Linked DNA regions of Mus musculus: region 2 is linked to region 1. A link is a contact called in public Hi-C data. All regions are on one chromosome and are shown on one strand. The core of a region is the stretch at or near the end of the contact, and the rest is flanking DNA. Distances in the headings are between cores, read along the strand shown.

Region 1 (6,065 bases), core at 2,442-4,941:
TTTACTGATATTTCTCATGCTCAATGGTAGTCCATCACACCAGGTAAAAAAGAAGTTCTCTCCAGGACAGAATGAATTCCGATTTGAGTGTCAGCTTGTTGTCTTGCCATTTAAGGGGGACTTGAAGAAGCTATTTACTGAAGCATTCAAGGCTCACTATGATAGTCATGTATGACTGGGCTTTGTGACTAGAGGAAACTAGGGATTTGTGTTCCAACAAGCTGACACTTGGTTTGTGGCCAGGCATGGTCTCAGGGTGAGCTGCTCTATTTTCCTGGCCTTGGTGCTCATGTTTTTGTTTTGGTAAAGCTCAGGTAAGGTTTGGAAGCTCTTTCATGTCCTGTAACTCAATGACTGTCTGGGCCGACAAGGCTGGAGAGGATTAGTCCCATCACTCTCTCCACAAGCACACACCTTGGATATTAATGGTGCAGCTGGTTGTCAGCCTTGCTTTTTCTGAATCCTGCTTTCCTTGGCACATCTTGCTTTCTTTAGTAGGAGGGGACCTGAGGGTGGGTTTCTCAGCAGATGAATTTAGAATTTAGTCCAAGTCTGCAGCCATGGATTGCTGACAAAAACTGTTTCTATTTGTGGGGTTTCCCTGGAGTAAGTTGCTGTGCTAGCTTTGGACTTTCTTCAGACTCAGTCTCTAACACTGTCCTGACTGCAAAGTCCTCTGACCTCCCTACGTGGGCATTTCAAGGGTAAAGTTACACATGGGTACTTTTGTGGCAGATTATCTTTTTTTTTAAACTAGGCACATGTATGGTATGTGTTTATATAAACATGTTTGCATATGTATAGGGATATTTGTTCATGGCACATATGTATGTATAAGCATGTCAAGGCCCAGAGGTGCTAGTTGCAGATTAAATTTTTAGTCAATTTAAAAAGTAAAAAAAAGTCAGGAAAAGTCATTTCAAGTGTGTGGTCCAACATATCTGAAGCCTTGCGTTTGAAGTTTAGGTGCTTGAAACTCATTGTGTATTTTATAAGTACTTCACATCTTCTTTAGAACTAGCTGCATCCTCGGTGCATACATGGCTGATAGCTCCTGGATTGGAGATGCATGTCTAGAAAAATTCTTCCCAAGAAAAATTATAACAGAGAAGCAGCAGCTCACCCCCCACAGACACACACACCCTCTCCTCAGCTCATAAAGGAGTATAAGCCACTCATTCTAGCATCTATCACCGTTAGCATTGCCACACATCAACTGTCTGACACAAAGAATCTCTTTGAGCCATAGTAGAATTAGCAAAAGTATTTTCCTGTGATCTGGCAGCTTCCAGAACTTGCCAAACGTTGAACAGCACTATGTGCACACACTGACAAAGCAAACTGATCTGAGCAGCTAAACGGCCCAAATGCTCAGAAAGACATGCTTCTGTTGCCTTCTGTATGCTCAATGCACCTTCCATTACAAGGTTGCAGGAAACTTTTTTTTTTTTTCCAAATCTGCAAAAATGTGCAAACAGAAGGGTAAGCCTTTTTGAGTCAAGGGGACTGGAGTACACAAATGTAAGGAAGACATGGTCTCTCACTGAAACTTCCGGCTGGGGAGGGAAGACCATGGATAAACTACACAAAGGGCTTGTGTCTACAGTGTGGGGAGGATGAAAATGAGCTGCCGGTGCCTCTCAACTATGGCCAAGGATTCTTTTGCAAATCCACATTAGAATATCATGAAGCAACCCCCACCCGTTTTGTGGGCTGATTTGTTGAAATTGCTTGAAAGTTAGGGTCAAAGGGACTTGGAAAGTGGATCAGGTTGTTTTTATCGGGGAAAGGAAAAAACAACAGATATGAAAGGTGTGGATTCCTCTGTGGTGACAAGTTGGGGTTTTTCCCGAGGACAGACAGGCAGCTTGAAGCATCCCCACTTGCCTCCTAGATTGCCAACGGTGCCTTTTGGATATAACTTAACCTGCATGCCTTTAGCTTTCCATGTGCTATCGCTGAAATGATCTACTTAAATTACTTAGAAACAATGCCTGGGCCACAGGACGCACCCGTGTGATGCCCCTAATGGTTAGGTTGAGCACTAAATATGCAATAATTGTTACCTATTTTGCCCTCTATTGTTCTTAAAGTTTCACGAGAGGAGGCAAGGCTGTTGAATCACGTAATAGGAAAAGAGAACAGGCAAACATTAATGAGTATTGAATCCCTCTCTAGATGGCAAACCTGGGGTAAAGAGTTCAAGGTGATTTGCCTAAGGGCTTAGAGGCTGCTCCTAAAATAGGAGGGGCTCCTTTAAGGAGGTGGTGATGGAGGTCCCAATGGGCAAGTGCTTAGTATAGGTACAGGTTGGAGTTGCAAAGGAGACCAAAGTTAACCTGGCTTGTCCTGTTCTTTGGCCTTATACCTGCTGTATACAAAGAGGTTACAAACCCAGAATCAGTGACACTCAATAGCATGCTGTACAGAAAGCAGGTAGGCTGAGCTCTGTAGAACCATTTGTTTTCATTACAAGGATTACTGTTAACAGGTCTTTAGCGGTAGCAGACAGACCCCCATTTAGGATGTTATGATATATTTTGGCGCGCTCTCATATCCTGGCACAGTGCCTGGCCTGGCACCCAGATGACACCCGGGGAACGTTTGTGGAATGAATACGTGCAGTCTAGTTTGTAGGGTGGGATGGGGAAGGAGACAGTAGGATAACTTTGCCTGTGATGCAAACTCTTCTTCCCAAGACCAAAGTTCTATGCACTTTGCAGCCTGGAGCCTACACTATTTTCTGGTGTGTGGAAATCCATTTCAGCCCAGAGGCTTGGGTTGAAGACTTGCAGCACGCCTCGCCTGGACGCACTCATCTTAGTATAAGCAGTTTTCTCTGAAGCCCTTATTTTTTTGGTTTGCGGTTTATTTACTTTAGCGTTTACAGATTCCAGGAGCATAGGGGTCTTAGAAGCGGGGTCAGGACCGAGGTCGCGGTTTGTATTTCTTTCCTGCTTCGCGATCACAACATCAGCAAGTCACAACATGGTTCCTTTATTTGCTCACTCGTCAGGGTAGCGTTTCTTTTACCTCCTACCGGGCGACGAAAGACAGACCCAGCTCGAATTCAGAAAAGGGCTCTCACACGATTACCCCGCATCCTCAATAGCAGGGACCACCCCATTTCCAGACTTAGTTTTTCATGCAGACACTAGCAGGATCCAATAAAAAACTAGACCAGATTTAATAAAGACAAACTTGTTTCTTTAATCCTTGACCGCAAACACTGGCGTTTTTGTGCCTCGGATTTCTGAAATTCTTGGCTCCAGGACACAGGGCGCGCGGGGGTGGGTAAATAGCTTGTAAAAACTTCCCGAAGCAGTAATCCGAGCTCTTCCTCTCTCTCCGGACCCTAGTGACACCTGACTTTAGGAAGGGAAGATACAAGTCAAAAGAGAAGGGTTCACAGAGGTAGGGGACATACCCAGTGGGTCGGGCTTGCCAAACCTGGGGAGTCCGGTGTTCAGACACAAGTTCGCAACCCGAGCCTTCAGCCTGGGCGCCTCTTCCCCCTCCCACCCCTGGTCAGCGCGCGGGAGTCTATTTAGAACCCAGCCCCGGAGCCCAGGGGATTCTGGGACTTGTAGTCCCTCTGCGCAGCCCCAGGCGCCGGCACGACCTGGGACTCGGACTACATTGCCCAGGGAGCTTCCCGGCCTATATAAGCGGTCGGGCGCTGCTTTAAAGTGCAGTAACCATGTGGATGTTCTGCTGAAGCGTTTCCTCAAGCCTGCCGGGGTGGGAGGAGAGGAGGAGGTGGTGGTGGTGGAGGAGGTGGAGGCAGAGGGTGGAGAGAGAGAAAGCGCACGCCGAGAGGAGGTGTGGGTGTTCCGCTCCCATCCTAACGGAACGAGCTCCCTCTTCGCGGACATGGGATTGCCCAGCGGCTGCTAACCCCTCTCCTGGTCCTGATCCCCCAAACCGGCGTGGCTCCCCGGTCACCAAGGTAGCTGCTGGGGCCGGGCAGAGGGCGCGGGGAGTTGGCACTAGCTCCCGTGCGCAGAAGTTTTTGCCCTGATCACCGGGAGTTCTTGGTGGCTTTGGTGGCTTTGCATGCACTTGGCGTGTATTTTGGGGCTTCTTTCCCTGTGAACAGTTTTGGGGGGAGGTATATATTTTTTTTCAGGCTTAAGTAACCCCAAACGTCCTCGACTCTAGTGACCGGTTTCAACCTCCTTCCCCGTATTGAAATGGCATTCCCCCAAGTTGGAAACGGTTGGAGTGTCTGCAGGAAATAGTTTTTTTTCCCCCTGGGGGGGGGTATTTGAGGGGGTCATATGAGTTCGCTCAAGGAAATAATCTTTCTAAAAATGTAGCTAGCCCTGTTGCGCTGCTCAGCTGGTAGGATAATGCATGCGTGGGGGTCCCCGTGGGTTAAAAAAAAAAAAAAGGAAGAAAACCGGAGGAAGGGGGGGGGGGGCGATGAGGAAAGAAGTGTGGACGGAGCTCGTGCCCAATGAGGACGCGGGTTTCACATACTTGGCCTCCACGCGGGGAAACAAGTGCTTTGGGATCTCAACACGTCCCTTACTTCCATCCACCTTCAATCCCCATCCGGCGTGTTCGAAGTTTCTGCGTGTCTGATCTTTCTGGCCAGCTACTGACGGGAAATAAGCATGCTGGGTTTGCTTTTATTTGGGGGAAAGAGATCCCTCCGACTTAGCTGCTAAATTTGGAGGGGAGTGGGATCTGCAGGAAAAGCGGAGGCTATAAAAGTCAAAACTTGGATTTGAGAATTTCTGATAGACCCTCGCGAGATCCCCTACTCAGTCTTCTTTCTTTGTTAAATATTTAGGAGCTGATTACAAGGGACCAGGATTTGCATCCTTGGCTGGGCGTCCATTGGCTACAGAGTGCCTGACCTGGGTCAGGTGAGTGTGCGAGCCGAGTGCTGTAGTCAAAAATGGGTTTTTGTCCTAAGCATTTTCTAAGTCCTCTTGTAGCTGCCATAGAGGTAAAGTAGGGAAAAGAAAGACACCGTGGTCAAAATTGGTCATGGTCTTGGGTGAGTAAAGGTCTAGTGACAGCCACTTTTGAAGGTCGCTCAGAAGTGAAGCATGGCGGGGTGAGGGGGGTGGGGTGGGGAAGATGTCGGTAAGCGACCACAACGTGCAGTTAAAGGGACTGTAAAGTGGGTGGTCCCTTACCAGCCTGAGAGGAGCCCTCATTAGTTTAATTCCCAAAGATGCAGAACTTTTCATCTGCCAAGATCCCTAAGCAAGAGTGAGATACCCCTCCCTTTCACAAACTGTCACTTTGTTCTGTTCGGTTGTGGGCATGCCTGTACCCAGAATGGGCTGGGCTGCAAGAAATGAAAGTGACAAATTGAAAGAATGAGAACTTAAAAACGGGAAGGAAGAGCTTAAAGAATACTACAGTCGCTTCCAGGGTTTCACTGGAGCCACCTGAATGTCAAGGAACCCAGCGGGCTTCTCTTGCTTTGGGACCTGTTCCTGGATGAGGAGCTGAGGGCAGGCAGCATTTCTGTCAGTATAATGGCATATTTAAAACCATCACAGCCCGTTTCTAGAAAATAAAGCTTCTGTAGGTACAGGTGCCACTATGGTTTCAGGTTTGGCCATTGGATTTTGTTTTTGTTTTTGTTTTCCTAAAATGTCTGGGAATTGAGTAAACAACAAGTTAATAGGGGTGGGTGGTGAGCTGTGGGCAGCTGGTCCTTGGTAACTTCTTTAATGTCCTAAATATTTAGCTGTTCCCTGGGCTACAATCTTTGGGCTTTTCTAATTAGTGAATAAAAGCCAGATACTTCATTATGGTAGTAGAATGCTTTTGTTTCCTGTTGATAAGGTCCTCAGGAATACTGGCAGAGCGGGAAACATTTGGAAGGGAAGGCTAGTTCTTCTGTGGACTTAAGTCTATGTTGATTAAAGCTTGGGGTCAGCCTTCTCTTTGAAGTACATTACAGACGAGGTTAACTGGTCCACAGACTCTTCTCTATCTTTTGCCTAAAAATAATGAGGCTGTTCCATTAGGTAGTAGCAAGCCAGCTGCAGAGCTGTATCCCAGAAGACCTTAGATGTGGGTAAAGAAACCAAGATACA
Region 2 (6,065 bases), core at 2,407-4,906, 570 kb after region 1:
TTTCTGTTGAGATGAGGGCTGCCACTGAACCTGGAACTCACTGATTGGCTAGATTAGCTGCCAGGGACCCCTGTTCTCCACCTCCCACATTGGGGACGGGGGCTGTGCTTACAGACATGTGTTGGCACACCTGTTTTTGTTTTTGTTTGTTTTGTCTGTTTTGAATGTAGATCCTGAGAATCTGAACTCAGGCCCTTAGGCTTGCACAGCAAATACTTTATCAGCTGAGCCATCTCCCCAGGCTGTATACATAGTTTTTTTTTTGTTGTTTGTTTGTTTGTTTTTTTAAAATAGGATGCTAGATTCTCCAGTTGAGGAGTATTTTTTTCCATTGACTGAAAATGATAGAAGTGGAAAGAATTACAGTAAATGTAGATGAAGGTCATTTCTCATTTTAAAATCAGCTTGGAATCCTGTGTGGTACATGCCTTTAGGCCAAGCTTCAGGAAATGAAGGTCAGAGGTCAAAGTTCAAGACTGTTCTGGGCTACAGAGTTAGATTGCAGATAACTTGAAGCTAGATTAGACCCTGTCTCAAACAGCAGCAGCAGCAGCAGCAGCAGCAGCAGCAGCAGCAGCAGCAGCAGCAGCAGCAACACCACCAAACTTTAGTGTAAGCTAGGGATGTAGATAAGAGGCATGGGGCCTTGGGCTTGATCTCTGCACCTCAGTATCTACAATAAGAACAAGAGTGGGCTAATTATGCTACCCAGCTTCTTAGAATGGAGGGTTCATAAAAGAGAGCACACAGTGCTTACAGAGTTAGAGACCAAGCTACCATTTTCCCTCCACAAACCAGAGAAACAGCCTTCTGAGCTGGCCTCCAACACAGCCTCCATTCGCCTCCTCAATTAGGTTTTAGAGCTGAAGTTCCAGTAGCTAAGCAGCTTACAATCACAGAAAGTTTTCTTCTAACAGTTCTGGAGGTGAGAAACCTCAAACCAAAGTGTCTTATCCTTTAGGGGACAGAGGAAGGACAAACCACAGTGTTCTCCTACAGACAATTTTCTTTTTTTTTTTTTCTTTTTCTTTTTTTTCTTTTTTTTTTGGTTTTTCGTGACAGGGTTTCTCTGTATAGCCCTGGCTGTCCTGGAGCTTACTTTGTAAACCAGGCTGGCCTCGAACTCAGAAATCCACCTGCCTCTGCCTCCCGAGTGCTGGGAGTAAAGGCGCGTGCCACCACGCCCGGCTAGGCAATTTTCTATAGGCCTGCTTCATTGAACTTTATTATTTTTTTTATTTTAAAGATTTATTTATATTTATTTATGTATATGAGTACACTGTAGCTGTCTTCAGACACACCAGAAGAGGGCATCAGATCCCATTACGGATGATTGTGAGCCACCATGTGGGTGCTGGGATTTGAACTCAGGACCTCTGGAAGAGCAGTCAGTACTCTTAACCACTGAGCCATCTCTCCAGCCCCTTCATTGAACTTTAAAACAAACTCTTTTTAACATTTCTTTATTGATTTGTGCACAAGAGCCATGCCAGGTATGTGGAGATCAGGGAGCAACTTGCTATAACTATTTTTTTTTTTCCTTTCCATTGTGAGAGGCCTGGGGATGGAACTTGGGTTGTCAGGTTTGGCAGCAATATTCCCAGTAAACGTTGAGAAATGTAACGAGGTCTGGCAGGGTGGCTCAGCTTGTAAGGGCACTTGCTGTACAGCCTGGAACCCACATAGCAGAGAATCAACTCTTACAAATTGTCCTCGGACCAATTCTCTCTCTCTGTGTGTGTGTCTCTCTCTCTGTCTCTCTGTCTCTGTCTCTGTCTCTCTGTCTCTGTCTCTGTCTCTCTCTCTCTCTCTCTCTCTCTCTCTCACACACACACACACACACACACACACACACACACACACACACACAGTCAGTCTTTTCATAGGGGCTACAGAGGTACCACAGCAGTTGAGTGCTTGCTGCTCTTGCAGAGGACCACCATGGAGGTCAACAACTGTCTGTCTGTAACTCCAGTTCCAGGGGACCCAATATCCTCTTCTGCTTTTCTCAGGTACCACATGCATGTGGTGCGAAGACACATGTGCAGGCAAGTCACACACACAGTAAAAACAATTAAGTCTTCAGGCTACCTTCTGTCTTCCCATCTTGTATAATCAAGTCCAAACTCGTGCCACCATATCCCACTCCCTCTGGTCCCTGAATTCTCTTCCACCTCTCCCTACTCCAGGCTTCCACCGATCTTTGCCAGTGTTGGGTACTGTCCAGAGAATAACCTACAATAGCTACACTTTTGGTTTTAAATGAACTTCTTAAGTGTACAGCAAGTGAAAGTAAAAGGATAAATAGCAAGTAGTAGACTGGTAGCCCCACTCCATCAAACTGCAAGGTCACAACATCCAGCAGAGATGACTAGAGTAGCTGATGGAGAGAGCTAACAAAGAAAGCATCCATTAAGTTAGAGATTTACAAATATGAAGCAGAAATCAACTGGGGAAGTTGGGGCAGCCAGCTGGAGTTCCTTTTTAAAAATATATTTTCAGTTAAAATATAATTCCATCATTTCCCCCTCGCCCCAGGCACACCATCCTTCAAAGTCCAAACCACTTCACTGTCCTTCCCCATTCAGGGTCTTTTCCTGGAATGTGCTTCTACCAAACGTCAGCCTGCTTCTCCTTCTCACTTCCCTCAAGCCTTTCCACTCAGGACCACCTGACTTAAAGACAAGCAGGCCGGCTCCAGCTTCTTCTCTGTTCCTCTTCTTTATAGTGTTAAGTACCACGTGGCATTTTCTCGTTTGTTTGCTGTATATGTTCTGTTCTCCACACTGGACTGTAACCCGCAGGAGGGCAGGGATTTTGCTGTCACTAATGTTTTGCTGTGTTAGAAACAAACCCTGTGTCTTTCACATGCTGGGAAAGAAATTTTCCCTATTAATTAATTCATTTATTTATTCACTTTACATTCGGATCACTGCCTCTGCCCCATCCTCCCTTGAGCCCTAGTTAGACCCAGAGTGCTCCATACAGGCCAGGCAAGCATTCTACCACTGGGTTACATCCCCATCCCAGATTCTGATTTTTTTTTTTTTTTATTCCGTGTTCAATTCCTCCGAGTATTAACTTTTTCCTTCAGGGTACATTGCCAATGAACAATTATAGGAAAATTCAATCAAAAAGTGAACGAGGACCAACTCTTTGTTTTTTTTTAAAGATTATTATTATTTATGTGTTTCGTTGTGGGAGTATGCGCATATGTTTGCAGAATGTACAAGGTCAGAAAGCCCTAGATCTGGATCCCCCAGAGTTGAAGTTACAGGCTGATGAGGGCTGCCAGGTGTGGGTGCTGGGTCCTGAACTTGGGTCTTCTGAAAGAGCCTCAAGCACTTTTAACCACCGAGTCATTTCTGTAACCCCACCTTCTGTGTTTATTGAACTCTTGATCCTCCTGCCTCCACCTCTCAAGTACTGAAATTGTTGACATGCGTTTGCTGGGAGACCCATAATTTGGGGGGAAAAAAAAAAAGAAAGAAAGAAAAGAAAAGAGGAAAGGCATGTGACAAGTGAATTGGCACCAAGGCGAGGGAAGGGTGTGTCGTGGGATTCACCATCAGGTGGCGATGTCGCCGGAGGGCGCTGGGAGTCTACGGGACCGCGCCGCTCTTTCCGTGCGCTTCCGCGCCTGCGCTGGGCCAGGCGTGGGGGGGGTAGGGCGAGTCATATGACCCGCTGGGCTTCCTGGCTCCGGCCGTCGCTGCCGCCAGCCTCTGTCTGCCCGCGTCGCGCCAGGGGCCCCGCCGAAGAGCCGTTGGCGGGTTCGGGGCCGATACCCGCTCGTGGGAAAGAGTGTCCGCTGTCGTCCGCGCCCGTCCACGCTCGCAGCCGGCCGCCGCCATGCTGGCGCTCATCTCCCGCCTGCTGGACTGGTTCCGTTCGCTCTTCTGGAAGGAGGAGATGGAACTGACGCTCGTGGGGCTGCAGTACTCCGGCAAGACCACCTTCGTCAATGTCATCGCGGTGAGCAGCCCTCTGCGGGCGGCCTGGCCGGCGTCTCGCGCCTGTCACCTCCCCGAAGGCCGGGCCGGGCGATCCTGCGTGTGTGGGCCTCGGAGTTGTAGCCGGAGGGTCGGCAGCAGGAGGGTCAATTCCACGTTGCGTTTTGGTGGTGGTGGTGGGGGCTGTGCCTTTAACACGGCCTGGAAAGGGTTAATCCGAGTCTGCCACACTTGCTGCCTTTCGGGCCGTAGAGGCTGAAGGGTTAATTCCAACCTGTCACTTGTTCACCCGGACGGGTGAGCCTGGCCTTTTCCAGAACGCCTGCGAAGGGGACGCCTCTCCTAAGTCTCCACTTGGGACGATGGAGTCGCATTGTGAAAGCAGGCAACCCGTGTGGGCGCTTCTGTGAATGCCAGGGGGAGCCTCGGCGCCTCCAGTTCGCTTGGTCTTTGTCACTTGTCCATGGAGCGTCGGAGAGCAAACTGATGACCTAGCTTACTGGGGGAAGCTGTTGGAGAGACCATTCAGATCCCAGTATTTTCTAAGACAGGGAGCAAGGGCGAGGCGAGTCTCGGTTTCTCCACAGCTGATTGTGTTAAACGGGTAGATAGATGGATCTGCATTCAACATAAAGTTTGCAGGCTTTGGTCTTTAGAGAGATTTTTTTTTTTCTTCCCTCTTGCAGAAGGAATTTGTTTGGATTGGGACGTAGCTTATGGAGGCTCAGGGAAGTTGCCTAGTAAATATAATGTGAATTCGGTGGGAGAGTGGTCGTTGAGTTTTGCGTCTTTGATTGGTTGGGAAAGGAATGGGCGTGAATGTCAGTCTTTGGAGCCAAGGAGTCATTGCACAGTTTTAGGGCTGTACTTAGAGGGTTGAGCTTTACAATTGTTCTGATGAGAAGTGGCGGCAGTTCCTAGACCTTCAAGAGGATTGTTGCAATCCTCACACAGGAGACAGCTGAGCTGCCCGACTGGTTTGGCTACACACTGCCCTGGGAAAACCTAGGTAACGTGTGACTCAGTCCCTGTAGTAATAGAGCAACAGGCGTCAGAGAGAGGAGCGGAGGCTCAAATCTCTTTCGAAGATGGCTGAATATATAAGTGTAAGGAAACTTTCCCGAACTTCATGTTAGGCTCTTTCTATGTTGCCTCTACCCCGACCCCAAGAGAACAAGGCAGAACAGACTTTAGACTCTTTCATACTAGAACTTTTCTACAGGCTTCAAGCTGTTCATTTTCTGTTACCCTAGATAAGAATTGGAGTTTCCTCGGGACTCCTGTCCCTTGGGCAAGATCGAAATGGTACACGTGGGTGTGTTGGGATGGCCAGTTGTATTTGCTGCGGAGGAGTTAATGCAAGGACCTGCACCAATGAGTAGGATTTAAGAGATGTACTGCTTACTCTCATGCCTGTATTATCACTGGGCAGTGTAGCTTGATATATATAACAAGCCTGAACTTTTATGCCATGCAGTTCTGGATTTGCAATCTGGATCTTAGCAGCCTTGGGTCTGGTTGAGTCGATTTCTGTTTTCTTGTCTATGAAGTGCAGATAACAATAGAGTCCTTAGCAGAGTTGCTCTGAGGTCTAACCAGGAGGAGGAGGGAAGTGTTAACATGTAGATGGCTGTACTACCCAAAGCAGGCACAAGGAGATACGTTGAGAAAGGACTGAGCCGGGCTCATTTCCTTTGACTCTCAGGCCAGTGTTGTCTACGGTTGCAGATTTATGGCTTGTGGGAAGGAAGCACCTTCAACCCCCCTTCCTTTTGAGTTAGATTCTTTGTAACAACTATCCAATCTCAGCAGTGCTGTCGACCTCCTGCTATCAATATTACACTATTCTTTATGAATTATGGTGGTGTAGGTGAGCTGTTAAAGATCACCCAAAAAAAGAGAGGCCATGTTTAACTTACTTTAGCCATTACAGATTCTGTATATATCATAAAACTTTACACTACCCCCCCCCCATACACACATACATAATTATGGTCTGTCAATTAAAAATGTTAACGTCCAAGACTTGGTGATGCTTACCCGTAATTCCAGCATTAAGGAGGCGAGGCAGGATGATGCTTCCAAGTTTGAGGGTCTGCCTGATGTTGTACA

What was found. Hi-C and Micro-C count contacts between places; a contact is called where the count stands out from the background.
Region 2: a contact with region 1 is called in a Hi-C map of LSK cells, with 4 times the contacts expected there. The contact joins the promoter of Arl8b here to the promoter of Itpr1 in region 1. A contact is called at or near these places in 4 of 39 promoter capture datasets (cranial neural crest, embryonic stem cells, erythroid cells and 1 more), 10 of 484 Hi-C or Micro-C datasets (CD4 T cells, the G1E-ER4 cell line, LSK cells and 6 more), 8 of 115 datasets of contacts at active chromatin or transcription factors (astrocytes, bone marrow-derived macrophages, effector CD8 T cells and 5 more) and 3 of 9 other capture datasets (adipose tissue, macrophages and pancreatic islet).

What each region holds. Positions count from the first base shown.
Region 1 is chr6:108,209,405-108,215,469 of GRCm38.p6, forward strand. Itpr1 (inositol 1,4,5-trisphosphate receptor 1) reads left to right here and starts at 3,692. Exons shown (of 62, transcript NM_010585.5): 1 at 3,692-3,949; 2 at 4,799-4,874. It overlaps Gm38872 (predicted gene, 38872), which reads right to left and starts at 3,514. Exons shown (of 3, transcript NR_167935.1): 1 at 3,451-3,514; 2 at 3,202-3,369; 3 at 2,852-3,036.
Region 2 is chr6:108,779,403-108,785,467 of GRCm38.p6, forward strand. Arl8b (ADP-ribosylation factor-like 8B) reads left to right here and starts at 3,657. Exons shown (of 7, transcript NM_026011.3): 1 at 3,657-3,975. The coding sequence starts at 3,853.